3 separate regions of the Sus scrofa genome follow, and regions 1 and 3 are each linked to region 2. Evidence: chromatin contacts called from public Hi-C and HiChIP or PLAC-seq data. All regions are on one chromosome and are shown on one strand. Each heading gives the region's core, a stretch centred on a gene start, on an enhancer-like site or on the middle of the called end of the contact. The rest is flanking DNA. Distances are from core to core; before and after follow the strand shown. Region 1 overlaps CHODL (chondrolectin). Region 2 holds the start of C13H21orf91 (protein EURL homolog). Region 3 has its middle 82 kb from the start of BTG3.

What was found. Hi-C and Micro-C count contacts between places; a contact is called where the count stands out from the background. HiChIP or PLAC-seq counts read pairs in DNA pulled down with a chosen protein or histone mark.
Region 1: a Hi-C map of liver shows a contact between it and region 2, with 4 times the contacts expected there. The contact joins the enhancer-like site here to the promoter of C13H21orf91 in region 2. A contact is called at or near these places in 2 of 5 promoter capture datasets (fetal liver and liver) and 5 of 47 Hi-C or Micro-C datasets (embryonic fibroblasts, liver and skeletal muscle).
Region 3: an H3K27ac HiChIP or PLAC-seq map of alveolar macrophages shows a contact between it and region 2. The contact joins the enhancer-like site here to the promoter of C13H21orf91 in region 2. A contact is called at or near these places in 2 of 5 promoter capture datasets (fetal liver and liver), 8 of 47 Hi-C or Micro-C datasets (blood, embryonic fibroblasts, fetal liver and 3 more) and 2 of 2 datasets of contacts at active chromatin or transcription factors (alveolar macrophages and skeletal muscle).

The regions. Positions count from the first base shown.
Region 1 is chr13:182,474,738-182,477,437 of Sscrofa11.1, reverse strand. All of the region lies in intron 2 of CHODL (chondrolectin), which reads right to left. Among named protein-coding and RNA genes, the nearest start is that of CHODL, 67 kb to the right of the region's middle. Within about 2 kb of position 1,442, at least 4 of the 83 cell types and tissues checked have an H3K27ac peak or open chromatin away from gene starts, as enhancers often do. A contact at or near this core is called in liver, where this site is marked.
Region 2 is chr13:182,407,634-182,410,333 of Sscrofa11.1, reverse strand. C13H21orf91 (protein EURL homolog) reads left to right here and starts at 1,272. Exons shown (of 5, transcript XM_003483342.4): 1 at 1,272-1,391; 2 at 2,310-2,443. The coding sequence starts at 2,317. CHODL (chondrolectin) reads right to left here and starts at 1,214. Exons shown (of 10, transcript XM_013981213.2): 1 at 1,055-1,214.
Region 3 is chr13:182,309,088-182,311,787 of Sscrofa11.1, reverse strand. No RefSeq gene overlaps it. Among named protein-coding and RNA genes, the nearest start is that of BTG3, 82 kb to the right of the region's middle. Within about 2 kb of position 1,412, at least 15 of the 83 cell types and tissues checked have an H3K27ac peak or open chromatin away from gene starts, as enhancers often do. A contact at or near this core is called in alveolar macrophages, embryonic fibroblasts and fetal liver, where this site is marked.

The sequences.
Region 1 (2,700 bases), core at 193-2,692, 67 kb before region 2:
CCAATTAGATTTTACCAAACCTTCACCTTCCATGTTCTTATCCAATCAATGAGCACAGAACAGCACATCTGCTTGAAGAGAGAAAAGGACAAAAGGGTGAAGACAAATATGGTGGGGGGCGGGGTGGGATTTCAAAAATCTTCTCACCCAGGAAAACCTGGAACCACAGCAAACATCATCAAACAGCAGGAGCCACAAAGGAGATGGAGCCACTTCTGAAAATACCACCTGGGGCAAAGACATAGAGGGAAAATGCCCCATTTCCTGGTGTATTTCTCTTCCCCTCACACCCTTGTTACTTATCTTGCCTTCTCTCTGTAGCCTTACTCTTGCCCTGCAGCCCTGGCCTTTAACCTGCTCCCCTTTCTGGACTTGGCTCAGGTGGCCCTCATATCCCAGCATCTGCAGTGCTTCCTACCATTACAGTTCCCAGCCCATCTGTGCAGCACCTGCAGTTCAGCTCAAGATCTTGCTGAGTGGGGTTTCTGATACTTACAAATGAGAGTTCTGATCCAGTTCATAAACAGTCATGTGATCTGTCATCTGTTCATAAATCTTACATTTTTTGCCTAAGAATAATGATTTTCTTTTCTTTTACTTCCTCATTTTCTATTCATTTTCATCACCAGTACTATCTGTTGACATTCTCTTTGGAATGGTTGTTCATTAAGAAACATAATTTTAATATTTCATCAGATACTATGTTCATGAGAACAAGTAAAAATAAAACCACTCCTGTGAACTAGAAATGCTGCACAATCTTTCTAGACCTCAGAAAAAAAGAAAACACACTGGCGAGCTAGGGAAAGGAACATTAGTGCACCCGATCGTGAGGCCTCAGGACACTAGACCTGGCAGTCTGGCACAGTTGAGCACACATACAGGTTTTCAGCCAGACAGACATGTGATCATTTTAAGCCTCATTTTCTTCATTTGTAAATGGCTGTCATCTATTAAGACCAGTTTTCTTTGAGATGCGTGTTGCTTTTCTGATTCAAGGTTGTTGATCCACTCAGGCTGCTGGCAGGTCATTTGACTGTAAATGCAAGACCCTTCAAAACTGGCCCTTATTCAATCACTTCCATGCCCCTTCCAAGTTGCGCAGAAATCAATGATCTGCAATCCCCTATCACTCTGGGTTCTGGGTCAGTGGTTAGGGTTGTCTGAGATACATTACCACTTCTGCCCTTGCACACAGAGAAATTGCTGTACCCCTCCCCATGGCACACCGAGACCAGCAGGAGCCCTGGGAGGTTGACTGAGCCCATCTTCCTGGACACATCACACCACAGGTTTTACCCCTGATGTGTAATTTCAAAGATGCCCAGTCCTTGGTAGTCCATCTCCTTTCCCACGGAGGCTCAGGTCCAGAGGGTGCTGATAAATGTTTAACCACCAGCTCTCCGGCGTGGGGTGGAAGAGCATTTGCCAAGTTCCAGAGAGGAATCTGCCAGGGCTGATTTCAAGTGAGCTGTGTGATACCAACAAGCTCACAGAGCTCCTACAAAGGTGACCACTGGCTCTCAGAAGCCTGGGCAAGGCAGACCCAGCATACTGTGGTGCAGATTTCAGAGCCCTTCAGCCTATCCAAGATTTCTCCCATGCTAGAGTTGAGGAAGGCAAAAAACAAGTGCTAGACCCCTGTTTTCAGTGACAGCCTCATATCTAATCTCCTGTTTGCCTTTTCACTTTCTTTAGTCTTTGGCCCAGAGAATCTGGAGAAGAAAAAAACAACCTTTTATCTAATCTTCCACATCCATTGATTCCTGGAAATAGAAACAGATTAGCCAAGAATTGACTTCTTTTGTAATCTGATTTATCCGTGTTGACCCTTCCCTACAGCAAGGTAGGCAGAATACCTAACAGTTGAAATGGAGGAAACTGGGTTTAGAAAATTTTAAAGGAAAAAGTTTTTTATATCTTAATACATATTATTTCACCTCATAATCAAAATAATCTCCAAAAGATAAATGAAATAATGATCTCTTATTTAAGAATTTATAATTTCCTTGCTCATGTTGACGTGAAACAGACTGCCAGATTTTTCTTCAGCAAAGATGGGTTTATTCCAGATCAGCAAAAGAATTGCAATTCCAGGTCTACAACCATGGTGAGCCACATGCAAGTCCCCACATGGCACGGGAAATTTAAAGAGGGAGAAAGAAAGTTGGGAGGGCTGGAGTAAACAAATAATCCATGGTTTTCATTGGCTGAGTCCTTGCCAGGAAAGAAGAGAAAAACTCCCTCTTCCAGTCTCCTGACTCTATGTAACAGTTTAGTAATGTTTTTGCAATTGACACAGATTTACTGCATGCTAGTACAAGCTTATTAACTGTAAGTGTCTGTGCTAGCAACTAAATATATAAAGATGAGTAAGGCTGGCTAATCTTGAGGAGTTCACAAATCTCACAGATATAGTCTCTAACAAGAGTACTGATTAAATTTATATATATATATGTATGTACATATACACACACACACTTACATATGCACACATACCCCATATAGTTTATTATAAACCATATATATAAATAAACTACATGCATGCCATGTAGTAAATACATATTTATATTATATATATATAGATATATATGGTGTATATAAATGTGGGTGTTAAAAGCAAATGAAAACGAAAAACAGTAATAAAATGATTTATCATGAAAATAACTTCTATAGAGTGGAGGAGAGCTCTATACTCAG
Region 2 (2,700 bases), core at 23-2,522:
TTAGTCATATTGATCTAGAATGTGAAATTCAAATAGAAAACACACACACTATTCTATTTCAATTACATCGTCTCAAACAAATGTACACAGGAATCAAGACCTGGGAATCCTGTTAAAATGCAGGTTCTGATCAGAAGTCTTGGCTGAGACTTGATCGTCTACATTTCTAACAAGATACCAGGAAAGTGAGGCCATTGAGGCTGGTTCATTTCCTACACTTTATGTAGCAAGAACACAGATCACTTCTCTTAGTCACTGATGGTTTACATCAAATGCAAATTTGATCTAGAAATTCTCAAGATCTGTAGAATCCATTCCTACCACCAATCACATGTAGGTTAACATCCTAATCCCCTTCCTCTGTGTTAGTGTATCCGATACAGTGTAACCAATACAGAGCATTTGTGATGCTCTGGAAAATAACCATCGGCAGCCTTGTGTTCAAGTCCCAGCTGTTTCTAACCAACTGATAATCTGGTAGTCATTTTTCGGATGCCAAAAAAAAAAAAAAAAGAGAGAGAGAGAGAGAGAGAACTCTTCTCTTTTCTCTTCTCTAGACTGAAGTTTACAATAGAAAATGTAAGTGAAAGTATTACATGAATTATAATCTTTAAAAAATAAGAATGGCATAAAATGTCAAGCCAAGCCGGAAAAGATCTTAAGTGCCACAGTTTTTTTAAATGAGAGGTGGGGCTCCGGGATTATCCTCGTGGGCGTACAAAGAATGAGCCGTATTTCAGGGGAGGGGCGCCCCATTTCTATAACAATCTGTAAAAAAAATAAGGTTCTGAATTTGAAATTATCTCCAAATTATGAAACCTGAAACATGAACTCTTCCCTCATTAGATACTTCAACTGGTACATAACTGAAAGTTCAGCGACACTATTTTGCTCCAGTCTACCGATGTCACACAAAGTTCTACCCGCATCTCAGTCCCTCGCTCGCATACACTCGCCTCTTTTCTGCCCCCGCCCCCCGCGGCCCCCGCCCGGGGGCAGCAGTTTCCACTACGCGAAAAGGGGGAGGTGGTAACGGACTCCTCTATCTACTTGCCTCGAGGAGGGGGCGTGTGAGGAGCCACCTTCCGCAGAACGGTAAGGGACCTGAGCCCAGAGACCCAGAAGCAGGAGAAAATCCGAGTTGAGAACTCGGCGTCGGTGCAGCAGGGGGGCGGGGGGCAGCCGGCGCTGCTGAGCTAGCGCGCAGCTCTCCTCTGGGCCGCGCCGCCCCTCCATCCCCCCCAGAGCCTCGGAGGGATGGCACCGGCGGGAGGGGGCGGGGCCGGTGCGCGGCCGTCTTCGCTGCCGCTGCCGCCCGCGCTGCGGCCGGAAACAATAGTGGAAGAGTCCGAGCCGCGCGGATCGGCTGCGGCGGCGCGCGAGGCTGGACGGTAAAGACCCCGCTGCCCTGACCCCGACCCGCCTGCGCCCGGGTCCCCGGCCCCGCGGTCCCGCCGCCTTTGCACTCTGAGCTCCGTGGACCCTGGCGCTATTCCGCGCCTGGCGCCAGGGCGGACGGTCAAAGAGACGTCCGGGGACCGCGGCACCCCGAGGGTCAGCCGCTTGCCCCCAACCCCAGAGACCGGGAGGGAACCCGGCTCCCCGAGGCGCCCAGTCTGGGCGGACTGGCTGCGGTGGCCCTCGAACGCTTTCTCCCTGAGTGGGATGAAGCCCGGGGCGAAGGGACACGGCAGTCCCGTCCCGTCTGCCAGGCTCCGGGACCCTTGGCCTGGCCTGGCCACCCCGCCTCCGGCCGTGCCAAGCAGCACAGCGGAGCCGCTGCCGGGCCTTCCGTGTGGATGCTTTGGACACAGGCGGGACCCACTCCCCAGTGTTCGCTTTTCCACGTGCATTTTCCTGCCTCGGATCTCAGGATAGGAAACCTCGCCACGCCGAGCTAGCGAAACGCATCTCAGGTTCCCACAACGAAGTTAGCGAAGCAGTGTCCCGAGCGGATTGTTCTCCCTACGTTTAACAGGGTGAAGTAGGTTGCGGACCCTGAGAGCTGCATAGGCCTCTCTACTAAGCTCTTTCTTTCTGTGCCTCGTCCGCGATGGGGTGGGGGCGGACTAGAATACCTGAAAACTGCTTTCTGGCAGATATCCTCAATCAAAAACAGGACCAAGAAAGGTACTTAGGCATAGTGTGACTTAATAAAAGTGAAATATTTAAGTACAAGTATGGCGATGTTTGATGGGGCTGTTGTATTAGATAAATTGAGCAGCGTCCTCTCTTCCTAGAAGTTCCTGATGTTGCTGTAATGGCGAGTTCTTGAAATTGTGTAACTTTCCTTTTTTGTTTCTTAATAGGGACACTATGAACGAAGAGGAGCAGTTTGTAAACATTGATTTGAATGATGACAACATTTGCAGTGTTTGTAAACTGGGAACAGATAAAGAAACACTCTCCTTCTGCCACGTTTGTTTTGAACTAAATATTGATGGTAAGGATACAGTATAGATTCATTTTATGGCATGACCTTTACAGAACTACTTTATGCTGAACTAGTTATAAGGTTAAACTAAAGTTTCTTGAATGGTTGGAAATTTTGTCACGTATGTAGTGTGGAGATCTGTTAAAGATAAGGGTTTCTGGAAATGAAGCTGAAGTTAACACAGCTGTGAATTTAAGAGAAACCTTTTTTTTTTTTTTTTAACTCCCACAGTATTAATCACAGTTTCGATAATGTAAAAATGAAGT
Region 3 (2,700 bases), core at 163-2,662, 99 kb after region 2:
AAAAGAAAAAAAAAATGGTCAAGATAGTAAATTTTACATTATGTGTTCTTTACTACTGTTTCAAAAAATGTGAAACAAACCCAAGTGTCCATAAACAGATGAATGGATAAACAAATTGTGATATGTCCATGCAAGGAATTCAGCCATAAAAATTAATGGAGTACATGTTCCAACCTGGATGAACCTCTAAAAGTACTGTGCTAAGTGAAAGAAGTTGAATGCAAAAAGCTACATGTTGTATGATTTTTTTGTAGAAAATATGCAGAATAGGTTAATTCATAGAGATATTAAACAAACAAGTGGTTGCTAGGCAACAGGATAAGGGAAGAATGGAGAATAACTTCTTAGTGGATATGGGGGTTTTCTTTCGCAATGTTGAAAAATTTTAGAACTAGATATAGGTGGCGGTTACATAATACTGTAATAAATGCCATTGAATTGTTCACTTTAAAATAGTTAATTATAGGCATTCCCATTGTGGCTCAGCAGTATAAGAACCTGACATAGGGTCTGTGAGGATGCGGGTTTGATCCCTGGCCTCACTTGGTGGCTTAAGGATCCAGCATTGCTGTGAACTGTGGTGAAGGCCAGCAGCTGCAGCTCTAATTCGACCCCTAGCCCTAGAACTTCCATATGCCACAGGTGTGGCTGAAAAAAATAAAATAAAATAAAATAAATAATAATTACATGTTAGTGAATTTCACCTTAATAAAAATTAAAACATTAGATATTATTTTTAACATTAAATATAAATAAAACATTATATATTAATTCATACACAAAGCTCTTAGACCAACTTCTTACTAACTGGATTAAATGAGACAATTGGGACCACCCACTATAAATCTCTTGATTTTAATCCCATAGCCTTGAATGCAAACATGTGGGCATCCACACTTTTACTTACCGCATTTCATGCTAAGAGAATGAGGCATCCTTGTATAAAGCTAACTCCTCAAATCCCTTCATTTTTTCTTCTAAGCTTGCACTCTTCCAACTTCCCCTTTTCTCTTAAATGTTCAATCCCTTCCTTTCTATTTTTTTCTCCTCTTTAGCCTATAAATAATCCCCTGTCTCTCCCACCCTAAAAACACATTTTACTAACCTTATACTGCTCCCTATAATTTGCCTGCTTCCATTCTCTGCCAAGTTTTTCAGAGAGCAGCCAACATTCACATCCTGCTTCAATTTGCCTTCCCGAGGTCCACAATGCCTCCACACCGTCAAATCTAAGGAATATTTAAGTCTTTACTGTATGATTACTGATTCCTTTGATTTCTCGCCATGCTTCCTTGTTGATACTATCTCCATCTACTCTTCAAATATTCTTGTTCCCCAGGGCTCATTTCCAGCCCACTCATGCTGCACACTCTCTGTGTAATTTCGTTCACTCTTGTGGTTTTAACAACCAGCTATGTGAAGATGACGAGTCTCTGATATGCACCTCTGACTGAAACTTCTCCCAAAGCTTCAGACACATAAAACCACTTTCTTACTCATCATTTCCACTTAGGGTTCCAAGGAAACCTCAGACTTGGCATGTCTAAAATAATACACCAACTCTCAAACAGATCTTTCTCCTTCTATAGCACCAACAGCCACCCAATTAGCTAGGCCAAAAACCTGAAATTTACCATTAAACCTTTAAAATGCCTCATTCTCCTCTCGATGTATTTTAGAAATCACCTAATTCTGCTAATTATGCCTCAAATATTTCTCAGAGTTGTGGATCAGATGATGAGGCACTCCCTGCCTAAAATTCTCCAATGGCTTTTCATTGAACTTGGCCTAAAATGAAAACTCCAAGGCCCCACACAAGCTGCTCTCCTTCCTCTCCACCCACATCACCTACAGCTTGGCCCCCCTGTTAGTGGGCTGAAGCCACCTTGTGGTTTTTTGCGTTCTTCAAACAGGCAAGCTTGTTCCTATCTCCAGGTTGTGTCACTTGAGGTTTCCTCTTCCTGGAAATGTTTCCTGCCAGCTCTTTGCATGGCTTGCTCTTTTCTTATACCTACTTCTCAACAAAAAGCCATCTCTGAGAGCCCTGACCCAGCTCCATGACTCAACAAGTGGACCCTCACAGACACAACACCACTTTTATTTTTTGCATGGCACTCATTACTGTTTGAATCATCTGATATGTACATTTCCTTATTGTTTGTCTCCTTAACTGAGATAAGCACTCATCATTTTGGAAATCTTGTTTGTTTCACTTGTGTTGGGCCCACCTCCCCTACTAAAATTTAAATTTTACAAGAGCTGAGACGTTGTATATATCTGAGATAGCCATTCCAGCCCCGCTTCTGGCAGGTCATGAGTTCCTCTCTCACCCTCCAGGCTCAATACTGATGATGTCCCAGCCAGCTTGATGCCTAGTCTTGACTGCAATATGACAAAGAGAGAGAAAGACAAAAAAATTATCTCCATTCACCCTCTGAGAAAAGTCTGGAGCTCCCCATTTCTGAGTGGTGCTAAAAGTACCTTAGTCCTTCCAATGGTAGCACCATGTCCACATAAATGCTTCATGATTCAATGTGTATTAGGCATCTTCTACATGTTTTGTGTTATGTGAAGGATTGCGTGGGTTACACTGCTGAATTCAGCAGTATCTCTGGCCTTCCAGAGCTCGTAGTTTTATCAGAGAAGACACACAAGCCACTGCAACATCTTAGATTATCTGAGACAACTCCAATTGCTGGA